Regions from separate parts of the Macaca mulatta genome. Here region 1 is linked to region 2. The links are chromatin contacts, called in public Hi-C maps. All regions are on one chromosome and are shown on one strand. The core of a region is the stretch at or near the end of the contact, and the rest is flanking DNA. Distances in the headings are between cores, read along the strand shown. Region 1 holds the start of ZNF639 (zinc finger protein 639). Region 2 has its middle 51 kb from the start of PIK3CA.

The links. Hi-C and Micro-C count contacts between places; a contact is called where the count stands out from the background.
Region 1: a Hi-C map of fetal cortex germinal zone shows a contact between it and region 2, with 3 times the contacts expected there. The contact joins the promoter of ZNF639 here to the enhancer-like site in region 2. A contact is called at or near these places in 4 of 14 Hi-C or Micro-C datasets (CD4 T cells, blood, fetal cortex germinal zone and 1 more).

Annotation. Positions count from the first base shown.
Region 1 is chr2:91,314,171-91,317,654 of T2T-MMU8v2.0, reverse strand. It overlaps ZNF639 (zinc finger protein 639), which reads right to left and starts at 1,627. Exons shown (of 6, transcript XM_015131569.3): 1 at 1,070-1,627.
Region 2 is chr2:91,122,579-91,126,370 of T2T-MMU8v2.0, reverse strand. No RefSeq gene overlaps it. Among named protein-coding and RNA genes, the nearest start is that of PIK3CA, 51 kb to the left of the region's middle. Within about 2 kb of position 1,575, at least 37 of the 40 cell types and tissues checked have an H3K27ac peak or open chromatin away from gene starts, as enhancers often do. A contact at or near this core is called in CD4 T cells, blood, fetal cortex germinal zone and 1 more, where this site is marked.

The DNA.
Region 1 (3,484 bases), core at 378-2,877, 190 kb before region 2:
AATGTTTTAAAAACTTTATATCACCTAGAAACCAACATCTTTCCACCTGTCATTTTTTTCAACCAACAAGAATGTCTATGCACAAAATACAATACATACAACAGGTAGTCAGCAATTATCAAACAGATAAACATTTTAAAAGGCTTTTCATGCAATGTGTAATCTTTCTTCCTAATTGGCATAAGATGTCTTTACAGTAAATAACTCCATTTTTAACGAGTTTAAAAAGAGTTAAGCTTTCTTTTTCGTTCTCATTAAAATAAGTATACGCTTTAAATTGTAAAGAATGGAAACAAAACATGTTGCAGGAAAGCCTGAACTAGAATCCACTACACGTCCAACGTGGAGGCAGTCTTTACTGCAATACCACACGGTCACTCAATACTTGATTCGCTATTTTTCAGTCCGGCATAAATCTTTCTCTTTGCAAAAAAAAAAAAAAAAAAAAGTATAAACTGCTTCAAATTACTCGTTTCCCTAGGCAGTACTTAAAAACAAAACCAAAAAAGGGTTTCTAAGCACTGTAATGAGTGGAGCGACTCTGGGCTGGAGGCTTTGGGCGCCAGCATCGACGCCTGCTCTCCGCGGCTACAACTCTTTGCGCGAGCCCGGGGATTCGCCGCCGGAGGTCACGAAGCCGCCGGGCAGGGCCGCAGCGCCAGCGAGGACCGAGGGGCGTACCGAGCCCGGACGCAGCCAGACAAATGCCAGTCGGAAGCGCACGGCAGGAGTCCCCGGGACTTAGCTGCCTCCACCCCGGCGCCACGCACCAGCCTCGCCCGGGCCCAGAAGTCGGCGCCGAGACTCCCAAGCCCCGACCCCAAAGGTTCCGTAAAGACAACGGCAGTAGGGGGCCGAGGCGAGCCCGGCCAAGCCGTCCTGCGCAGGGGGTGGAACTGCCACCGGGATGGGGGAGGGGAACGCCATCCCGCCATATAACGAAGGCAGAGTTTCCGTGTAAAGGGAGCTCCAGTCTCTCCCGCCCTCTCCCGTTGGAAGATGCGCCCGCACGCCCGCGTCTCCTGGAGCAGTCCAGCGCCCGGCCCACCCGCTCCTCCCTCATACTCACCAGTCAGTCCCCCCGGGCCCGCCCGGCCGGCCCACGCGCAGCTCAGAAGCGGTGGCTGCCGAGGTGCCGGAGCGCGGGCGGAGGGGCCGCGCGGTCCTTCCCGCGGACGCACGGTGGCGGGCAGCGCTGCTCCGGCCCTAGCGCTCCCCCGGCCCTAGCGCTCCGGGACGCTGTGTTGGGCCCACCCCTCTCCCTCCCCGCGCGCTCCACGCCCTGCGCGCCGGGTCCCTGGCGTAGGCTCGGCGACCGCACTGCCTTGGCCGCCTCGGTCCGCGCCTGCGCCGCGCACCTCAGGGGCCCGCCGAGAGGGCGGGGAGGTGACGAGGTGAGGTGGGGGCAGGGAGCGGGCTGCGCCAACGCACCGCACACGCGGCCTGGGAGGGACCACCGACCCGCAGCCCCGGGGAACGCCCAGCGGCCCGCGCCCCCTGCCGGAGGCCTTGCGCCGCCGCAGTCTCCTTCTGGGCGGGGAAGAGCCCCTCCCGAGCCCCGAGGGTGAGCCCACTCTCTAGGATTGCTCCACGCCAGGCGGCCAGCGAATTTACCCCCGCCCGCCTCCAGCGCCCCCTCGAGCCCTGAGGAAGTGGGAGAAACGTGGCGCGCAGCGGCAACTTTCCCCGCGCTGCTCCTCAGGGGAAAGGACGCGAATGGTCTTGCCCAGGTTAGGCAAAGCAGATGGCATTTCACATCCCAAAGTGTGCCAGCAGCCTGTTGGGGACAAAAAGGCCGAGGACCGCGTCACGGTTTACTGAGGCCACACCAGAGAACCACCCAGGGCTGGGATGCTGCCCTCAGGGCAAGAGGGTGAAATCTGAAGACTGCGAGTCGGTGTTGGGTTTCACCCGATTCCTTGGCTCGAGAAATAGTGGAATGAATGAGGAGTTAAGGGGGACTGGACTCGACGATTTAAGTCCTTTCTCGACTTTGACTTGCTTTGAGCAGCTGTGGAAATGATTAAATTACGCGAGCATAAATAAATTTGTGAACATGGTTCCATAAATGATCTCTGTGCAAGTGTGGTGATATGTTTAATTCAATCCTTTTGATAATGAGTTGAGGTTTTTAGTCACATTTTACAAAATAGAAAAGTAAATGTGTGAGAAGCTAAAGACTGGGTCTTAATTCATTTTGGTAGCCTAAGCCCCTGAGGTTCAAACGGTTAAGAGGATGAGTGAGAGCCACGTGGATTATCAGGTACCCAAGGTCACGCGGATAGTGAGGACTGCAATGGTGTCTCTTTATTCATGTCCACTGCGTTTTCTGATAACCACATGCTAATCAACTGGAAAGTAATCGCTGGAAAGTAATCACAGACTTTGATCTCTTCACCATCGCCCAGGAGATAAAGCTATATTTGAAAGAGACACTGCTTGCTTGTTTGTGAGGCTCAGTTTTTATGACCTCCTAATTTTTATGTGCGTACTCAGCTCAAATAAGCTAATGTTCACGAATGCTAGTATGGTCCGAATTACAGTTCAAAGAAATGTAGAGACATTTTTAAATCCTAGAATAGTTAGTATCTAGCACAGAACCGGGAATCAGCGCAAACCACAAGGGGGTGTCATGCCACCATCTTACCGTCTTGCTCACACCTAGCCTTGTGTCCAAAAGATCTTTATATTTCAAAATGAAGTTTTACTCCAAAACATTTTGTTGTGAAAGTAAACGCACACTCTCCCCAGCATCCCGTGTATTGTTTGCACTTAGAGGAACATGATGTTGTTTAGATGTTGTTTAACATAGTCACAAATTGCAAGCAATTCAAGTTCTTGATTAGCTGGAGTGTTTTTCAGTTTCATTTTTGGGTCCCTCTTTTCCTCCAGCTCCAAGGGAAGGTGATAGCTGGGATAAAACCCTGAAGTCTCAAGAGTACTAAACTGTAGAGTTTGTTCAATACTATTATAAATTTGATTCAGGGCTAATAAAACATCATTCTTCCAACTTTTTCACACATTTGTAGAATAGCCTAATTTCTCCTTACTTCCGTCCGTCCTTCCCTCCTTCCTTCCCTCCCTCCCTCTTCTCTTCTCTTCTCTTCTCTTCTCTTCTCTTCTCTTCTCTTCTCTTCTCTTCTCTTCTCTTTCTTTCTTTCTTTTCTTTTCTTTTTCTCTGTCTTTCTCTCTTTCTTTTTTCTTTCTTTTTCTTTTTTCTTTTCTCTTCTTTTTTTGACAGGGTCTCACTCTGTCGCCCAGGCTACAGTACAGCGATGAGATATCGGCTCACTGCAACCTCCACCTCCCAAGTTCAAGCGATTCTCGTGCCCCAGTCTTCAGATTAGCTGGGATTACAGGCACGCGCCACCACGCCCGGCTAATTTTTGTATTTTTAGTGGCGATAAGATTTCCCCCATATTGGCCAAGCTGGTCTTTAGCTTCTGGTTTCAAGTAATCCGCCTGCCTTGGCCTCCCAAAGCGC
Region 2 (3,792 bases), core at 326-2,825:
ACTACGATTCAAAACATCGCTCCGAAAACCCAGGTCCTGCATGTGTACAAAGGCGCAGTGCTGGCATGAGGAAGCTTCACCAAGATGAAATCACAACTCTAATTCATTAAAGAATATGCAGACTGTTTTCTAGAAAGCCCCTCTTGTTGCGCTCCCTTTACCCTTTATTTAACTATGTAAATAGCCTCAATTATTGACATAAAAAAAATAGCTTTCGATTCCCACGTCTGGTAACATGGTTGGCCACCATCACTATTCGTTTAGCATCCTAAAATAAACCCCTCAAGTCGAGGTCAAAAACACGCCGGCTGAACATCTGGTGTTTACATAGCCCAATTCTGGGCCCTACCCTACCTTTCCGAGCCACTTAGGAGCTATGGAACAGGCATCACATAATACACTTAGTAAAGACACAAGTCACATGAGTCACTGTCTCAGGTCTATGAATGAAAGGTCTAAGCGTTTGTCTCAGCTAAAAGGAAAAAACAACCTCGAAAGGAAGGGTGGGAGGGGGAGCTGGGGAGTGGGGGGAGCGGTGTTCCTTCCATACCCCTGCCGGGCGATTTAAACCCAGTAAGAGGCAAACGCAGGGCCGCCAGGCTGGCGGGGCCGGAGTCCTCGGGCGTGACAGCCCCTCCGGAAAAGCTCGCGGTTCCGCGCCCGGGTGCCTTGCGCCGCGGTGCTCGCGGCAGCCCCTCCACCCGCCGGCTGGGTGGGCGTGCAGGGCGCGGGAGACGGAGCCACCGCGGCCGGGGCGGCGGCCCTGGGCGCACTTCCTCAACCTCCAGCCGCCCCGTCCCCAAAACTGGGAGTAGAAGGAAAGGAAGAGTGAGGCGGCAGCCAGAGAGAAAGGAGAGGGAGCGGCGAGCCCTCGCCTCTGCAGCTGGGAGAGGCCAGAGGCAGGCGAGGGAGAGGGAGCGGCGATCGCAGGCGAACTCCGCCGCGGGCCGACGCTGGGAGACGACCAGCCCGTAGCCCCCGCCCAACACGGCGGGCGCGCCCGGGAGTCTCCGGCACCCACCCCGTCCCCATTCCCACCGCACCCGCTCCCGGCCAGTCCGCGCTCTACTCACGCTCGGGGCTCTTCCAGGCTCCGCGGCTCTAACCGCATCGGGTCCCAGCCCCGCGGGCGGCGGCGGCGGCGCCGAGGGAGAGGAGAGCGGGCGGCACGGCCCCCGCCTCCCGGCCCCTCTCCCCCGCCGCTCCGGAGCTGCCCGGCCGGGCCCGAGCCCTGCCTCGCCGGCGGCCCCAGCCCCACTCCCAGCGGCCGCGGCAGCAGCAGCCCGAGACCTCAGCGGCCGCAGCGCCGGCACCGGAACTGCCGCTTTCTCCTTCTCGCTCCCTCTCCTGGCTAGCCCCCGCCACACGCCCCCGCCCCCGCCCCCGACTCCTTTCTCCGTCGCCCCTGTTTTTTTTTCCTTTTGTTTCCAGAATAAACTTTATTGGTCTCTTTTTCCGCTCACATCGTGTAAACAAACAACGAACTCTTCCCCACCCCCTCGGCTCCCCCCCTCCTCCGGCAGAGGAGGGTAAGAGCTGAGGAGGGGCAGGGCCTACAATTCCCCGGAAGCAGATGCGCACAGCAGCGGAAGTGAAATTGAGGCGAGGAAGAGCAGGGAGTGGGCAAATAGGGTAACAATATGTGCTACTGCGCCTGCGCCTTGCTTTTCCGCCCGAAGTTTGTGTACAGTTGGGGCTGCTCTTCTGACGTTTGTTAAATGATCCGTCTTCTGGAGTAGTGAGGATGTTGTGTCATCCTAGGACAACGTACATGTAGTATATTTGTTTCTACGAGCAGCAGGCGAGCTCGGGTAGAGATATAGAAAGGAATATTGGGAGCAAGTGGGTTATTTCACTTTTACACCCATAGAGGAAACGAGATTAGTTTGGGGGTAAGAGGAGGCGCGGTGGCTAACCGCCGCTGTCAGTGGCTAACCAGAGTGGTTATGGATTCTATAATAGAAAGAATGCTTTTTACAAAGCGTTGCTGTGCTTTCTTCTGCCAACATGGTTTAAATTGTATACCATCCCTAAGGCGGAATGCACTGTCACAGCCCTCTGCAGTCCTTTGACTCAGTTCGTGGGGACCTTTTGCTAAGCGCTGTTTTTTTGTTTTGTTTTTTGAATCGGATTCTGATTCAAACCAGCTTGTAGGATTCAATTCTAACTATTCAGAAGACGTGGGGGATTTTTTCGCGTAAAGCCAATAGAGGCTTCAGAAATGTCATATAGGCTATAGATTTGATTCAAGGTGGTGTCTTGGTACTGCGTACATTAGACGTCTGTTTGCTTGAGAGTAAATCAATCTGTTGACTTTTGAGATTACTACTGATAAGGGTTGGGTACTGTGCGTTTTTCTCCCCCTACTGGTCTTTGGTTGTAATATTGGAAAAGCGTAGGAGCAGTGGTTAGAAGTCTGAGATAGAAGTACTCCAGCATCGGTTCCTTCTTGAATTTTTAAGTAATAGAGGGCTTGGGAAGTGACCCATCCTAGAGATACTACAGTCCTACTTGTCATCTAGAGCAAAACTCTGACCAATAACAGTCTTCTCGAACACCACACGTCCGTCCATACCCCAATGGGAAATGAGATGGATCTGTTCCTCTTTGTGGTCGTATTTCACTTGACTGTATTCCTTTATTTCCTGTGTGTTCTTTCTCTCTTCCTTTTTCTCCCTTTAGCTCGGGTTTTCATCTCACATTCCAAGGGTTTGTGTTTCTAAATGTTTTTCTCGAACCAATGTTTTTCAGCAGTTTTAGAACACTGTTACTCCAGAGTACGGAATTTTTTAAAAAAGCAACACTGAATTGCTAGTCAAAGTAAATCTTAAGGCAATATTTCCCAAATTGTGTTTCAAGCACAGAGTTATGTGAGATATTAATAGATAGCCCTTGGTGGGGAAAAATATTCTAGGGATATTTTTCCTTATAAAATTTATTTTTTATTTTTATTATTTTTTTGAGCCGGAGTCTCACTCTGTAGCCCAGGCTGGAGTTCAGTGGTGCAATCTCGGCTCGCTGCAGCCTCCACCTCCCAAGTTCAAGCGATTCTCCTGCCTCAGCCTCCCGAGTAGCTGCGATTACAGGCACCAGTCACCATGCCAGCTAATTTTTGTATTTCTTAGTAGAGACGGGGTTTCACCATGTTGGTCAGGCTGGTCTCAAACTTCTGACCTCAGGTGATCCACCCCTCTCGACCTCCCAAAGTGCTGGGATTACAGGCATGAGCCACAGCGGCTGGCCTATTTTTGATTTTAAAAAACGTTTTATTTTATGTAGAGACAGGGTCTCGCTTTGTTGCCCAGACTGGTCTCCAACTCCTGGGCTCAAGAGATTCATCTACATCGACCTCCCAAAGTGTTGGGATTAGAGGCTTGAGCCGACATGCTCAGCCTAAAAATTTTTTAATAAGTAAGAAAATGCTAATTACATAATATGTTGTTTGTTGTGTGATTATCTGCTCTTAAGAAGTCATGTGTCATAGCAGAAAAAGCCATACCTGGTACTTGAATGCATGACACTATTCATTGGTGCAGGAGTAGCATTTACTATTCAATTCACAGTTGATATGTTTGCCTTATATGGTAGCCATTGGTCTTAGGTGTCATCTGGCTTTCAAAGGTTTTTGCTATGTTATTCAGTGTTTAAAATATCTATATGATATAAAATTATCTGTATGATATAAGCATCTATATGACCACACTCATCACTCAAGGACTAGGAGCTGAAAGAAGGTTTTGAAAAAAATAATGATTCTCAGGCTGCAAAGGAAACAAAAAGGGTATGCTTCAA